3 separate regions of the Mus musculus genome follow, and all the other regions are linked to region 1. Evidence: chromatin contacts called from public HiCAR-type and HiChIP or PLAC-seq data. All regions are on one chromosome and are shown on one strand. The core of a region is the stretch at or near the end of the contact, and the rest is flanking DNA. Distances in the headings are between cores, read along the strand shown.

Evidence for each region. HiCAR-type assays count read pairs that join an accessible place to other places. HiChIP or PLAC-seq counts read pairs in DNA pulled down with a chosen protein or histone mark.
Region 2: a contact with region 1 is called in an HNF4G HiChIP or PLAC-seq map of pancreatic cancer cells. The contact joins the enhancer-like site here to the promoter of Rorc in region 1. A contact is called at or near these places in 2 of 39 promoter capture datasets (embryonic stem cells and hippocampal neurons), 2 of 15 datasets of contacts at CTCF or cohesin (embryonic stem cells and stem cell-derived epiblast-like cells), 5 of 484 Hi-C or Micro-C datasets (differentiating embryonic stem cells and embryonic stem cells), 2 of 115 datasets of contacts at active chromatin or transcription factors (embryonic basal ganglia and pancreatic cancer cells) and 4 of 9 other capture datasets (adipose tissue, embryonic stem cells, liver and 1 more).
Region 3: a HiCAR-type map of kidney shows a contact between it and region 1, with 2.3 times the contacts expected there. The contact joins the promoter of Selenbp2 here to the promoter of Rorc in region 1. A contact is called at or near these places in 1 of 39 promoter capture datasets (embryonic stem cells), 2 of 115 datasets of contacts at active chromatin or transcription factors (kidney and pancreatic cancer cells) and 2 of 9 other capture datasets (adipose tissue and embryonic stem cells).

What each region holds. Positions count from the first base shown.
Region 1 is chr3:94,370,400-94,375,472 of GRCm38.p6, reverse strand. Rorc (RAR-related orphan receptor gamma) reads right to left here and starts at 2,679. Exons shown (of 11, transcript NM_011281.3): 1 at 2,542-2,679; 2 at 409-438. The coding sequence starts at 2,581. It overlaps Gm38411 (a long non-coding RNA gene), which reads left to right and starts at 4,450. Exons shown (of 3, transcript XR_867461.1): 1 at 4,450-5,073.
Region 2 is chr3:94,802,166-94,807,238 of GRCm38.p6, reverse strand. No RefSeq gene overlaps it. Among named protein-coding and RNA genes, the nearest start is that of Gm40094, 16 kb to the left of the region's middle. Within about 2 kb of position 2,873, at least 58 of the 459 cell types and tissues checked have an H3K27ac peak or open chromatin away from gene starts, as enhancers often do. A contact at or near this core is called in adipose tissue and pancreatic cancer cells, where this site is marked.
Region 3 is chr3:94,690,742-94,695,814 of GRCm38.p6, reverse strand. Selenbp2 (selenium binding protein 2) reads right to left here and starts at 2,242. Exons shown (of 12, transcript NM_019414.2): 1 at 2,153-2,242. The coding sequence starts at 2,156.

The sequences.
Region 1 (5,073 bases), core at 1,430-3,929:
AGATGAACACCAAACCTGGCTCTGCCACCACAAAGCCCTGGGCACGCTCCCAGGCCTCCTATTGTGGCTGCTGAGTTCTGAGGCTGGGGTGGCCTTCACCTCCTCCCTGGTCAGACACAGCAGCTGAGCCTCTGTCCAGCACCCTGCCCTCCTCTTTCCCAGTTCCCCTTTTCTTTCTATGCTTGTAACTTGGCACCCCTTGGGCTTCTTTTTTTTTTTTTTTTTTTTTTTTGGTCCTGGCCTATAAGCCTATAAGTCTTTCCCTTTGGCCCTTATCTCTTGGGCTTTGCAGTCTTAGCCTGATTCTTCCAATTCTGTCCAGTCCCGGGTGTTCTTTCACTCATGCCTCCTGAACTGAATGCTTTTGCCATACCCCGTGCCACCTTCTTGGCCCAAACCCCTACTCACAGGTGTGGGTCTTCTTTGCAGCCAGCAGCTCTGTAAAGAGAAGGAAGGGATCAGTGAATAGTTGAAGATGTTAGGGGAAAAGCCAAAGACTTCCCCAGTTCCTGGCTCCTGCCCTGCCCCATTTTTACCCCAGCACTACCTGGCCTCTGAGAAGCTGGGCCCCTTGGCAGAGCCCATCACTTTGCCCTTTGGCCACACTGGCCCTCTTCCAGGTCCTGAAAGTGCCCAGCTCCTCTCTGCCTCCAGGACTTCCTCATGTCACACTCTACCCTCCCTCCCCCATTTAGCTAGATCTCAGATGTCTCTCTTTTCCTCTGGGGCAGCCTCCCATGCCCTGTCCCCTGCCCTGGGGTTTACTCAGCCAGCACTCTGCATTGTTTCCTGGCACTTGACATAACAGACAACTGCCCTAGGTATGCCATCATCCCTTCTAGATTGTAAGCCCGTCTGGAGACAGAGCCTCTGTCTGTCTTGTTCAGCTTGTTGCTCTGGGGAACAGCAAGAACCCTCTAGTATCTGGTGCATTTGACGTACACACATATTCTGCACCCAGAGGGAATGCAGTCTTTTGGTTGCTTATCTGTGCCTGAAAGCAAGAGGGAGCTGCAGAGGTGTGGGGCTGGGAGTGCATGGGGAGGGTGGGCGAAGAGGAAGACAAGGAGGGCCGAGCTGCAGATAGACCCTCTCTGGCCGCCACTGTGCTTCACCTGCCCACAAGCCTGCAGAGGGAAGATCCCTTTGCCTTGCTGCTTTGCTCGTGGATGGGTCTGGGTGGAGATCAGACAGGAGGAGGCACCCCATGGTTCGTGGAGGTTTACAGAGATGCTCTGCTGTCCAGGGGAGCAGCAGCTGAGGGGAGAGTCATGGTTACTGCATAGTTACAGGGCTGTTTACATATCTGGGATGAAATCAGCATGCAGTCAGTATTTGGGAAACACCTAGAGAGGGAGCCCTTGGCAAAAGAGGCCGCAACCCATTTCCTATATCCAGGGTGCCTAGGGCCAGTCTTCTGTTCCAGAAAGCCCATTAGCCCTGTCTGTAATGTCCCTAACCTTTGATTCCTTTCTGTTACTTTTTGCCTTCTGCTGTCCAAGCCTGGCACACATGTCCTGTCCCTCCTTCACTGTCCCTCTGCCAGGAGATGCACTCTGCAGCCAGGCTTCCTGCATTTCATTGCCGTGATAGTAAATGGGGCCTGGTAGCCTGTTCCCCGGGTGGGGGAGGGGAAGGTCTGCCCAGAGAGGGTGTGGCTTCATGCCATGCCCACCTCCCTGCTAATCCTGTCTGGCCCTACTCAGTTTCCTCCCTGACGTGGCACCCTTGTCCAGCCTCCAACTTTGCAATTCAGAGCAGTCTTGCATGGGGACACTCCCCTTGTTGGCCCCCACTCCCACTCCCACCCCGGAGCCTTTCTCTAGTGGCCCTAGAAGCTGGCACTTCTGTCGTTCACTCTCTCTAGGTTCCCAGCTGACAAGCATGGGAGGGAGGGAGGGGATGTCCTGTTCTGAAGGGCTCCCTCCTCACTCCATCGGGGGACTGTTCCCCAGTTCCTTTCTGTGCTCCACAGGTGCCTCACACAGCAAAGATAAAACTCCGTGCTCGGACCAGCTTGAAGGAAAGCGTGGGACTGCTGGGCTAGAGCAGCTGGCATGGTGCAACTGCATCTTCTCTCCCAGGTCCCCCACCCCCAGCCCCTGCGCCAGAACGGCAGCCACTTGTGAATGAATAGGAAGGCGGAGAGTCACCCTTCCAGCCGCTGCTGCCCAGGGTTCTGTGGCAGGCAGGGAGGGGCCTGCTCACACCTGGGAGCCAGCCCCATTCCCATCCTCTCGATCAAGCCTCCCTAACACAGCTCCTCCCTCCTGCCCCCACTCCAACCTGTCTCTTCCTTCTTGCCCTCCCCGTCTTCCCAGGTCTCCTGCTGTTACCCTAGGCCCTCTTCCTGTCCCCCCCCTACAGTTATGTAAAGACTCGGTCCTACCTCACCGCTTTGCTCTGTCTGCCAGTCCATCTCCCCTCTGCTCACCTCTCTTCTCCCCAGTTCTTTCTTTCCCAGTCTCTTCGCCTCCCTCCCCTCCTCTGAGCCCCCTGACAGTCCCTTCCACCTGCCTGCAGGGCTTTAGGGTCTCTTACCCCGAGATGTCCGGTGGTGTCTCTGTGGGGCCCTGTCCATGGGGTAGCTCCCTTGGTGCCGTCCTTGCTGCCCTGGCTGCCCAGGAGGGCAGGGAGCAGGGCCCAAGGGAGGGAGGAGGGAAGAGGGAGGGAGCACCTGGCCCGTCAGCAGGCAGGGGAAAGGAGTGGCTGGCAGAGTGTCCTGGCACAGGAGGGGACTCAGGGAGAGAGCAGTGGACCAGTGTCTGGAGTCTTGAGGAAAAACAGGTGAAAGGGAGCTAGTACTTATTAATTACCTACTGTATGCTGAGTTTTTGCCAGGCCTTGTAGGTAAATCAGAATTTTTTTGTTTGTTTTTTGGAATCCCACATGATAACCCCCTACAGGCACGAGTGATTATTCATAATCATGAACCAATTGCTGCCCAGAATAGAAAAGACTTGCCAGGAATTCACAAGGGCAATTCGTGATTGAGTTGAGATTTGAACCTGGTCTCTGTAACTTTTTTAGGACAGGTGACAGAATAGCAAGAAAGGGAGGCAGGAAGAGTGAAGAGAAAAGACAGCCTCTGTGTGTGTGTGTGTGTGTGTGTGTGTGCACTCTGATCTCCAGGATGGGATCAGATATACTTCCCTGCAGCTTGGGTTCCCCCAGCACATGTCTTGCTTTGCCTCTCTCTAACTCCATGCTGCCCACCTCTGGATTTTCCAGGCTTCTAGATGCTTCCCATACTTCTGGTGTGGTGGGGGGAGGTGTGGAGGAGGAAGAGCAAATTGAGAGGTGAGGGGTGTTGGAGGGAGAGCAGAAGAGAGCAACTGCACTGGACCAACAAGTTGAGAGGAGGGAATCCTCCCCCCTCCTCCCGGTTCTCCCTTCCCCCTCCCCCACGACCCCGTAATTCTGTTCACATAAAGGCCTGCACTGGAGTCTGAGAAGGACCAAGAGCCAAGACTTCTGTGAATATTGGATGCCTCAGTTCGGCATGTCCTCTGCCCAGAGTTTGATTAGCTGTGCCTGGCTTTCCTGCTTACCCAACAACCGCTGGCTAGGGGCCAGGCTGGGAGCAGGAGGCTCCCAACCCCTCCTCCTGCTTTCTCCAGCTGGTAAACAGCAGGGCAGGAGCCGGCCACGCCAGGGCCTCGTGACTCGCCCACTCCCTCCACCTGGTGCACGTGGCACCTGGCGTGGAGAGGGCAGGCAGCTGTCCCTTCGCTCCCAGCATTCCATTCTCCACCGTTGGCCCTCCGTGGAGCTTCACACTGTGCAACCAGTAGCACCCAGTGCTCTAGGGAGCTGAGTCTCCTAAGAGTCAGAGACAAAGATTAGGAGGAATAGCCGTTCTTAGCCCCAGGGAGACTGAAAAGTGTAGGGGTGTAGGGTGACTTTTGAGGGCCTTTGAGGCTTTGACTAGTCCTAAGTCCTTTATATGTATACATATATGTGTGTGTCTGTATAGGTGGGTGTGTGTACACGTGTGAGTGTGCATGTCTGTGGAGGATAGAGATTAAAATTTGATGTCTGCCTCAATTACCTTTTACCTTTTTGTTTTGTTTTGTTTTGTTTTGTTTTTTTGAGACAGGGTCTCCCATGGAACGGAGAACTCGCCATCTTGGTTAGCCAGATTGGCAAGTGATTTCTAGGGTTTCTACGACCCCATTGTTGAGACTACAAGTACCTACCTACCTATCTACCACTGTACCCATTTTGTGATGTGGGTTCTGGGGGATTAAACCTTGACCCTTGGGTAGGAGAGATGGCTCAGTGGTTAAGAGCACTGACTGCTCTTCCAGAGGTCCTGAGTTCAATTCCCAGCAACCACATGGTGGCTCACAACCATCTGTAATGGGATCTGATGCCCTCTTCTGGTGTGTCTGAAGAGAGTGATAGTGTGCTCATATACATAAAATAAATAAATCTTAAAAAACAAAAACCAAAAAACCAAAAAACCCCCCAAAACCCTTGACCCCAGTGTGTTTGTGGCAGTACTCCACTGACTAGGTCATCTCTGACTTCACGGTCTTTGGTGGTAAACAGGCCCATGTATACTGTTCTTCTCAAAACACAATGCCAATCTGGAGAGCTTTGAAAAGAGGCAAAGTGATGGCACCCCTACCTAGGAACAGAGTCAGAAAGAGGCTTCTGGAAAGGTTAGGGCACTCAAAGGATGGGGACCTTAATGGCCTGCCTCTATCCCAGAGCTATCCCCTCCTGCTCTTCTGTGCTCCTATCTGCCCATCACTGCTCAGTTTTCTGTGCCTCACCAGCTCGCTTTCATCTCCCTTAGTTATTGTTCTTCTTTCTTCTTTTCACTTATCTTTTTTTAATAGTATGGGTGTTTTGCCTGCATGTTTATTTGTGCACCATTTGTGTGTTTGGTTCACTATGCAGGAAAGAAAAAGATATCAGGTGCCCTGGAACTGGAGTCATACATGACTGTGAGCCACTGTGTGGATGCTGGGAATTGAACCTGGGTTCTTCTGGAAGAGCAGCCTGTGCTCTTAACTGCTGAACCCCGCCCCTCCTCTCATTTTCCTAGGGTGACCTCCAACTCAC
Region 2 (5,073 bases), core at 1,624-4,123, 430 kb before region 1:
CTAGAGCTTAGCATGCCAAACTATCACAATCAAGATTTCATTAGGAACTAGAACAGGTAGCCCAGGCTGGCCTCAAACTTTCTGTGTAACCAAGGATGGCCTTGAACTCCTGGTTGTCTTTCCTCTACCTTCCAAGTGCTGAGATTATAGGTGTTTGCCACCATGCCAAGGTTATTATCATTTAGTGGTGTGTGTTCTTTTGACAAGGCCTCATTATTTAGCTCAATCTTGCCCTGAATTTATGAAAATTCTCCTTCCTTGGCCTCTCAGATACTGGTATTACAGCGTGTACCACCATGCCCTGCTCAGTTTTCCAATTCTTTATATCTTAATATTAGTAGTATGACATATTTATAACGATTACTGCTACTAGCTAAAGGACAAACTTTTTCTTTTCTTAGTTTCTTTAAATTATGTGTGTGGGTGTTTTGCTTGCATGCATGTCAATGCATCACTTGTGGCCTTGTGCCTGTGGAGACCAGAAGGCAGCGCTGCACACCCGAGACTGGACTTACAGTTTTGAGCCTTGTGTAGGTGCTAGGAATTGAACCCTGGTCCTCTAGAAGAGCAAGCACCCAGTGCTGTCATGTCAGCCCCTGAGGCATCTCTCCAGCCTCCTTCATTTCTAATTTAGTGTCTTCTTTCTGTTCCAGGATCCTATCCAGGACATTATATATATTTTTCATTTTACTTATTCATATTTGTTTCAGCTGCTCGGTTGTAGCAGAGGACTTTCTGCTGCTTGTGCACAGCTGTCATTTCTGATCATCTTGCTGAGTGGTCAGAGTGAGACTCCTTCTGTACCAGCCCTGTCCAGGACAGAGTCAGCCAGAGCTGGAATCCAAGCTGCTAGCCCTTGCTGCCTCCTGCCTCCTCCCTCTTCTCTAGGTTCTCAGAGATTCCCGTCTTAACTCTTTTTGTTCCCTGCACAATCTGACCTAAGCCTAGCAGTGACCAATCTTCTCCAAAGTCCAGTGTTATTTCCCAGCGGACCTTGCTGAAGGCTGGGCCCACTCCGCATAGTCCATCAAGTTGCGCTGCACTTAAGTATTTGTTTTAGATGTTTCATATTTGGGATAGGTACTAGGTTTGTTTGGTTTTTTTTTCCTTTGATTTTAAAATTTATTTTGATTTTATTTGTGCATGTGTGTGTCAGGGGTTGGGGGTAAGAATGCATATGCATGTAGGTGCCTTTAGAAGCCAGATGAGGTATCTGTAGTTACAGGCAGTCTGTGAGCTGCTAAATGTAGGTACTGGGACCCAAATTCCTTCCTCATGATTGAGCAGCAAGCCCTTTTAATCACTGAGCCATCTTTTCAGCACTGGCTTGGTTTTTATTATTAATACCATCATTTTTTGTTTGATATTTATGGTGTTTTACTTTCATGTATGCTTGTGCACCACATGCGTGCCTGGTGCCTTCAGAGACCACAAGAGGGCACTGAATCAGATGGAACTGTGGTGGGTACTTTATAAACGTGAACTGAATGAGTGGCTAAATCTATGTTGTCAGCTGATAAATCTATTCTGGTGAACTCATAGGCCTTTGCCATCTTATTATTATAGTTGATTTTGTTATTAGATTTTACTTTAGATTTTATTTACTTTATTATATGCATGTTTTGCCTGTGTGTATATCTGCATATATATATATATATATATACATACATATATACATACACTATATATATACATATACACACATACACACACTATATAGATATAGATATAGATAGATATAGATATAGATATAGATATAGATATAGATATAGATATAGATATAGATATAGTGTGTGTGCGTGTGTGCCTGTATGTATGTATGTATGTATGCCATGTATGTGCTTGATCCCCTGGGAAATCAGTCAGAAGAGGGCATCAGGTCCCCTGGAACTGGAGTCCCAGACTCTAGGTTGTGAGCTTCCATATGGTTCTAAGAAGTGAGCCTGAGAAGCAGCATGAACAACAGAACCAATTCCCCAGGCCCTCTGACTCCACTCAGTAGCCCAGGCTGCTCTAATTCACAGCTGTCCTCTGGTATTACAGATGTGAGCCACAGTGCCCATCTGGGTTTCCTAATTGGTAGTCTCTGGTATAATTCCAAGCAAAGAGTCACTCCTCACATTTGGGTGATTGAGGGCTGTGAGAAGTGGAGACAAGAACTCTGGGTTAGAGAGGTGACACGCTGGGGAAGCCCGTGCACCTACTTTGTGCCCTAATCAGAGATGAGACAGGCAGGCGCAGAGACCCGGAGAAAGTGGGAGACAGACTTGGTTTATGGATGAGAGGCCAGGATTGACAGAGTTGTCTTGATTTAGAAGCCAAAGTAGAAAGTATGAACGTGAATGAACCCCTGAGGGAGAGGAGCCAGGGACAGAGGAAAGACCTTCCCCACGGTTAGGGAACAGGGAAGAAACACCCAGTTCAGGGGAGGTCATGGGCCTGGTGAAGATTATAGAGCCCGCAGCAGTGGCAAAGGCAAGGAGAAAAGAGGATACACAGGTGGGAATAACCCACAAGTTACCGACGGGCAGCATCAAGAGTCTAACTTTTAGTTTCCTCACAGAAAGAAGCACAAGAACTTAATTCAGGCGGGCGAAACGCACTGTTTTGACTTCTGCTCCACACCCTGAGCCTGAAACAGTGTGGCACCAGGTAGCAGCAATTTATTAAATACGGCTGAATCGTGGCGAAGAACAGGACTTCAATCTAGATGCTAGAAGGATAGGCCGGCAGGACAAAGGAGCTCCTGTTTTCTCCTCGCCACGGGGAATGTTGAAATAGCAAAGACCTCACGCCTAATAACCTCAAGCAAGAAGCAGAGCTACTGGGGAGCCAAGGGCAGGAATCTCTCCAGCTTCCACACTGAGTAGCCGCTGCTAGCTGGCCCAGAATCCCCACTGAGCTCAGCCCTCTGCATTCCCGCTGAGCCCTGTGTTCAGTGAAGAGAGAGAGCCAACCGTGTAGTGACAAGATTGCTGTTAATGAGCTAGTGAGCACCTGCCAAGCGGGTGGGTAGCACGTTAGTTTTCTTTCCTGACTACTTTCGCAGAATTTTTTTTTTTTTTGTAAGTGACTCATCTTGTTTCATTACTCATAGTACAAATTTGTGAGCTAATAAGAGGTCAAAACTCAGGGAAAACAGATCCACCCTGTACCTCCAAATTCTACAATTGCTATCTTGCCTGTAGGAGGGATTCCATAGATGTATACACACATGGGAACTTTCCCACAGTACACTTTACATTTGAAGCTGTACCATTTGTCAAACATACTTTAATAAGCTATTTTCCAAAAAGAAAAAAAATTCCCAGTAAAAATTTTAAATCACACAACTTAGATATTTAATTTATATATGCTTATTTGTATATAAAATTCATCTAATTCATGTTTGTACTCAAATAAATTTGTTTTGAAATAAGATTTTTTTTATCCCCGTTCTGGTGCAAAGGAAGAAAGCCAGGGCCTCTCCCACGATACACAGTGCTCTACCTCTAAACTACATCATAGCTCTAAAATCAAGAGATTATTTTCAGGGAAAACAAAGGAAAGCCCAGAGAGACAAGACATAAAGCACGCCATTGTGGAATTTCTAGACATTCTAGGATAAGAACCTCTCCCTTTTCTGAGAACCAAAGGAGAAAAGTATTTTGTTAGTGGGGTTGAGAACTTTTGCAAACTTTTTGTTATTTTTATTTAACTGGTCTTTGTCTTGAATCTGCAGAAAACCCTCCTGGTTACAGCCCAAGGAAGGGATGACTTTCTCCTGGGAAAGCCGGAAACTCTGCATCCCTTTCTGCTGTCCCAGGACTCCATTGCTCTAGGTGTGCTATAGGATGTGAAAGACCAGGGTGGCCCACCCACTTTCTAGAAGAATCCAGGCCCCAGTTCCCAGTTTCTCTGCATCTAGAATGTAGCAAGCAATCAGAACTCCACAGAGGAAAGCTTCACAGGACTTTCTGAAGAGTGTTGGAAATCTTCTCCCCAAATTTAATCACCAGTGGCCAAGCTTTAACAACTCCTGGTTGGGTCTCCATCATTGCAGTCTTTGGGGTTTGATAACAGACCACAAACACAAACACTTCTGGGTTCTGTTTCAAATCCTAGAGACAAGTTGGTTGAGGTGGTGGTTCTTCTTCTTCTTCTTCTTCTTCTTCTTCTTCTTCTTCTTCTTCTTCTTCTTCTTCTTCTTCTTCTTCTTCCTTCTTCTTCTTCTTCTTCTTCTTCTTCTTCTTCTTCTTCTTCTTCTTCTTCCTTCTTCCTCTTCCTCTTCCTCTTCTTCCTTTTCTTCTCCTCCTCCTTTCTTTTCTCCTTCTCCTAGATTTATTGTGTATGTGATATGTCTGTACATCACATACAATGAAGTGCCCAAAGAAGCCAGAGGCCAGAAGAGCACATCAGATCCTTTGGAACTGGAGTTACAGATGATGGTGTATTGCAGTTGTGGTAAAAACTGTACTCAGGTCCTCTGCAAGAGAAGTCAGTGTTCCAGACTGAGCAGTGGGAGTGCACACCTTTAATCCCAGCACTTGGGAGGCAGAGGCAGGCGGATTTGAGTTCGACGTCAGCCTGGTCTACAGAGTGAGTTCCAGGACAGCCAGGGCTATACCCTGTCTCAAAAAAACAAAACAAAAAGGAGGAGGAGGGGGGGGGAGAAGAAGAAGAAGAAGAAGAAGAAGAAGAAGAAGAAGAAGAAGAAGAAGAAGAAGAAGAAGAAGAAGAAGAAGAAGAAGCAGCAGCAGCTAGTGTTCCTAACGGTTGAGCCATTTCTCCACTCCAGCCTGGCTGCTCTTGCACACCCCAAAACAAAAAGCTCTCCTATTAAAGGGGCAGGGGGTTAGGTCATGCACTTGTGTATTTATTTGTGGGAGGAGATATGCCACCACATACATGTGAAGGGCAGAGGACAAGCTGTAGGTGTTGGTTCTCTCCTTCCACTGTGTGGGTCCTAGGGATCAAACTCAGGCCGTCCAACTGAGGTCATCAGGTTTGGCAGCTGAGCGCCTTAACTTTTTGCATTGTTGCTTACTTTGGTTTTTGAAGTAGGGTCTCATGCTGTAGGTCAGCCTAATCTCA
Region 3 (5,073 bases), core at 993-3,492, 320 kb before region 1:
GACCCAGAAACTTCCTCCATCCAGCTGGGGTCCTGAGCTGGGTTGCTGGTCACACTCAGGATTACACAATCAATCCAAAGCCAGGGAGTGTGTGTATTTGGTCAAGACTGATGCCAGGCCGGGCTTAGTGGCGCATGCCTTTAATCCCAGCACTTGGGAGGCAGAGACAGGCGGATTTCTGTGTTCGAGGCCAGCCTGGTCTATAAAGTGAGTTCCAGGACAGCCAGGGCTACACAGAGAAACCCTGTCTTGAAAAACCAAAAAAAGAAAAAAAGAAAAGAAAAGAAAAAAGAAAAAAAAGACTGATGCCAGTTGTGTGTCCTTAGGCTTCTTTCTATTTTCCTAGTGATCACAGCTATAGGGAGAGGCCCTTCCGGACCCTACAGTCTGACAAGACAGTTGCCAAGATTCCAGCTTTTTGAGTGTGGGCCAGACTCTGGAGGTTGAACAGGCTCATGTAGGTTGAAAGAAATTCTGAAGTGGAGCTCACAGGCCTGTGCTCTGCCCCTGCCCTGACCCAGGTCCACAAGCAGGCCCGAGAGAGGTTAGAGACATGGTTCAGGCTAAGAGCAATGACTGCTCTTATGAAGACCCCAGATTTGATTCACAGCATCCACATGGTGGTCAAGAACTGTAACTCCAGCCGGGCGTGGTAGCGCACGCCTTTGATCCTAGCACTCAGGAGGCAGAGGCAGGTAGATTTCTGAGTTCGAGGCCAGCCTGGTCTACAGAGTCAGTTCCAGGACAGCCAGAGCTATACAGAGAAACCCTGTGAACTGTAACTCCAGCTCCAGGAGATCTAACACGCTCTCTGGCCTCACACACATCAAGTAAACATGTAAGGAAATAATAAGGAAGCCTCAAGGCCAGAGCAGCCTCTTCTGCACCCAGGAGATCCACATCGAGAAGGTATACGAAGTAGGGAAGCAGTAACAGTGTTGGAGTTGGGGAGCCCGATCTCCCCAAGATCCTTCTGCCTCAGTCTCCTTAGCACTGAGGTGACAGGCATGAGCCACCACACACTGACTTAAAGGGGTGCAACACATGAAGCCCAGCACTCAAGAGGCAGAGGCCAGAGGATCTCTGTCAGCCTGATCTACATACAGTGAGTTCCAGATCAGCCAGAGCTACATAGTGAGACCCTGTCTCAGAAACCAACCAACCAACCAACCAACCACAAACAAACAACCCTAACAACAATAACAACAACAACAAATTCTGTTCTAGGACTCAAGAAATGGCTCAGGGGTGAAGAACACACCCATGGAACTCAGAACTGTCTGACACCTTCTTCTGGCCCCAGTTGGCACTAGATACGTATGTGCTACACATGAACATACAGAAATGTTCATAAAATAAAAACATCATTAAGAAGAGGAGAAAAGTGGAGGAGGTTTATCCCACCACCCAAGGCTTGGTCCAGGCTGCTAGGTCGCCTGGGGCACCATCTTTCTCTGTGTGGCATCCTCCAGTCGTAAGCATTTTAAGCAAGGTCTATGACATTTTGAGTTTGGGGAACCCAGGCAAAGTTCAAGTGGATTTTCTGTGCCAGGATGGCCACTGGTCTTTCTACTAGCCCAGGGAAGAGCCAGCAATAAGGGGAGCAGGGCCTCAACATTCCTTCTGAAACCCAGACTCTCAGACTGATACCCAGGAGCTCGCAGGCAAAAGGATAAGAGGGCTGTGGGACTTGGGAGGGGCGCAGAATCAGGCCCTCAGTGCGCTAGTGTGGCTGCCCCTGACTTCCCCCATTGACTGGTGATATGAAGCAGCTTGAGAGATCCAGGCTGTGATGATTGTTCTTTTGTAACACCCGCCCCCCCAACCCATTGACCCCGTGCTAAAACCAGAATCATATATTTACGAGGGTGACAAGCTGCACTGCCCCTGCCCCTTCCCCTACCGAGGTTGGGTAGGATTCACAAACCACCATTTCTGGCGGTCCCTTTCTGTTCCTTAGAACTTAGGCCAGGCTGAAAAATAGTGTGCATGAAGTTTTCACTTGAGCTGCTATGTGCATGTCTGCAGGGTAGGAACAAGAGTCCAACTCTTTCGTCACTGTCTGCCTCACAGTTCCGGGTCATTTCCTGGAAGGAGGAGGACCCTCCAAACTACAGGCAGCCTACACATGGTTTGAGAGCCTTTTCCTTACCCATGCTGCTGGCTGGCTGACACTCGGGTCCTGCAGGATTTGCCAGGAATGAGCAGAGGCTCAGCAGAGACCAGTGCTGGTATTAAGTGCAGACTGCACAGGTAAGGGGCAAAAGGAGGGAATTTATGCATCTAATTGGGGGAGAGGTGGAGCAAGGGGAGGGACCTGGCTGCCTTCCAGGGTAAACTATAAAGGGCAGCTAACCAGGAAGCTGTCAAGTGGCCTGGCTGTTCAAATTACAGGGTGTGTGTGTGCACACACGCACACTTGTGCACAGGTGTGCACATATGTACGTGTATATACACATGCAAAAAACATCTGAGCCATTAGTGGGTACTTTGGTCTGTATTAAGTTTGTGTGCCTGTGTAGCCTTCTCCTGTGGGTTCCTATCCATGTGCCTTTATGTTTGTGTATGCACAGGTGTGAATTTGTATGTGCTTCCGCCTGGACGTGTATATGCCTGTGTGTGCCCATGTGAGCAGGAACCGTGTGAGAGGAGTGTTTATATGTATGCATTCACATGTTCCTGTGACTTCAAATGCTCGTTTATGTGTCTGGCCATGCCCATGGACATTTCAGGGTACCCACGGTTGAGGACCTGTTTGTTCCCACTGCTGCATCGAAAGCCAGCTTTCTCTGATGATTGTCCTCTTCTTCTAGACATTCATGCTCCAAAAAACAGTTCTGATCACCCAGACCCCTCCCCCAGGCCTTTCCACAGCAGCTGCCCACAGAGCCAAGGCTGAGGGGTGAGCCTAGGTCCCACTTTCCCCAGAACCACTATGAGCCTTGAGCTTTGAAGTGGGAGAAAGCCTAGTGTTTGCTATTACTGCCAATTTCCCTCAGAAACCCCAGGAGGTGAAAGTGAACTAACTCCCCCTCACCACAGAGTCTGCTGCCCTGAGGGGCTGGATGCAGGGTCAGAGAGGAAATCAACAGATGCTACTGTCCCCAATTGGGTGGCGACAGAAAATGTTCAGGGGCACTCCTTGTCTTGGGGTGGGTCCTCTAGCTTGAAGAGTAAGTGTCTGCTCAGGTTGTTAAGCCTGTGGCTGTAATATACATCAGTAAATCATTGCTTGCTGAAGAACTCTTTCTTTTTTTCAGTAATTTATTTATTTTTATTCACTTTGCATCCGGATTGAAGCCCCCCTCCCCCTCCTCTCCACCCAGTCCTGCCCTTATAAATCCCTCCCCCTGTTACTCCCTCCCCTTCTCCGAGGAGAAGGGGAAGCCTCCCCACAACCTTGGGTCACCCCATCCTGGGACATCTAGTCCCAACAGGATTAGACATATCCTCTCTCACTGAGGCCCATTAACAGGGCTCCTCAAAGCTAGGCTGAGGCCTGATCCTGTTAACCCCGTGCAGGGCTGCCCTTCACCTAGGAAAGTGTGGGTTTGAAGGGCTCAGCAGGAGGACTATGTAACCCTCTCTCCCATGGAGCCCGGGCTGCCACTGTCCTCAGTGTGAGGTGCTTGCCCAGGGAAGGCTCCTGTCCACACACTTCAGGGAATCCAACTGTCGGTAGACACTACTTTCATCTTAGATAAAAGCTCTGAAGTGAGCACACCTTTAATCCCAGCACTCAGGAGGCAGAGGCAGGTGGATTTCTGATTTCGAGGCCAGCCTGGTCTACAGAGTGAGTTCCAGGACAGCCAGGGCTATACAGAGAAACCCTGTCTCGAAAAAAAAAAAGCTCTGAAGTGAGGCTCTCATTGAATAGGGAAATGGGTAACATGGGCTCAAGATAACCACCAGAAGAAATCACTCTAGGTACAGTTATGATAGAGAGAAGGGCTATGGTGGCAGGGTTGGAGCTCACGTGACACATTTTAAGCCACCTTTTACTTCTAAAGGAAGAAGCTAGCCCAGCCTGAGAGGAGTTTCTCTGGATTAACTCACCGCATAGAGTATCAGATGTAAATGTATTTTGTGGAAGGGAAGAAAGGAAGGTGTGTGTTGCAGGGTGTGTGTGTGTGTGTGTGTGTGTGTGTGTGCGCGCGCAAAACAGGGCTCAGTGCACTGGTCACCTTCCTTCAGAAGTCTGTCAGAAAGGTCATTTCCCCAACATAAAGTTCCCCAGCCTAGGTGTGGTAGCACACTCCTGTAATCTCAACATGGAGTCAGAGGCCAGCCTGGTCTACACAGTAAATGCCAAGCTAGACTTTCTGTGGATTCAAGGCATCAGCTTCTAAACCTGGAGTTTACAAAAGTTCACTGAAAACGATGTAAGTGGGGGCTGGAGATACATTTAGCTCAGTGTTTAAGAGCATTTGCTGCTCTTGCAGATGACATAGGTTCAGTTCCCAGCACCCAACAATGGGTGGCTCACAAGCAATGCAAATTCCAGGAAATCTAATGCCCTCTTCTGGCCTCCATGGGCACATGGTGTATATCCATACCTTCAGTCATACACATACAGGTTAAATAAATAAATATATTTTTAAATGATTTAAGGGGGTAGACAAAATGAATCAAAAAAATGAATCTCTTGCCTTGCTGTGGTATCTTCTTCACTGTCCACCATCAGCCAGTCAACAAAGCTGGCCTAGTGTGTGCATCTGCCCTGAGGCTGCAAAGCTGACCTAGTGTGTGCAGCTGTCCTGGGGCTGCAAAACTGGCCTAGTGTGTGCACCTGCCCTGAGGCTGCAAAGCTGACCTAGTGTGTGTATCTGCTCTGAGGCTAAACTGGCCCAGTGTGTTCATCTGCCCTGAGGCTACTAAGTTGGCCTAGTGTGTGCATCTGCCCTGAGGCTGCTTCCTTACTTGCCCTCCTAAGTCAATAAATCCAAAGGACACACTTTGTCCTTGAATCTGTTTTGACAATGAGCTCATTCCTAGCCCTGCACTCTGACCTGACTGGTCTTGGCAGTTTCTCCATAGCACTCCTAACTTCTGTCTGCTGTTTTTCTCACTGAC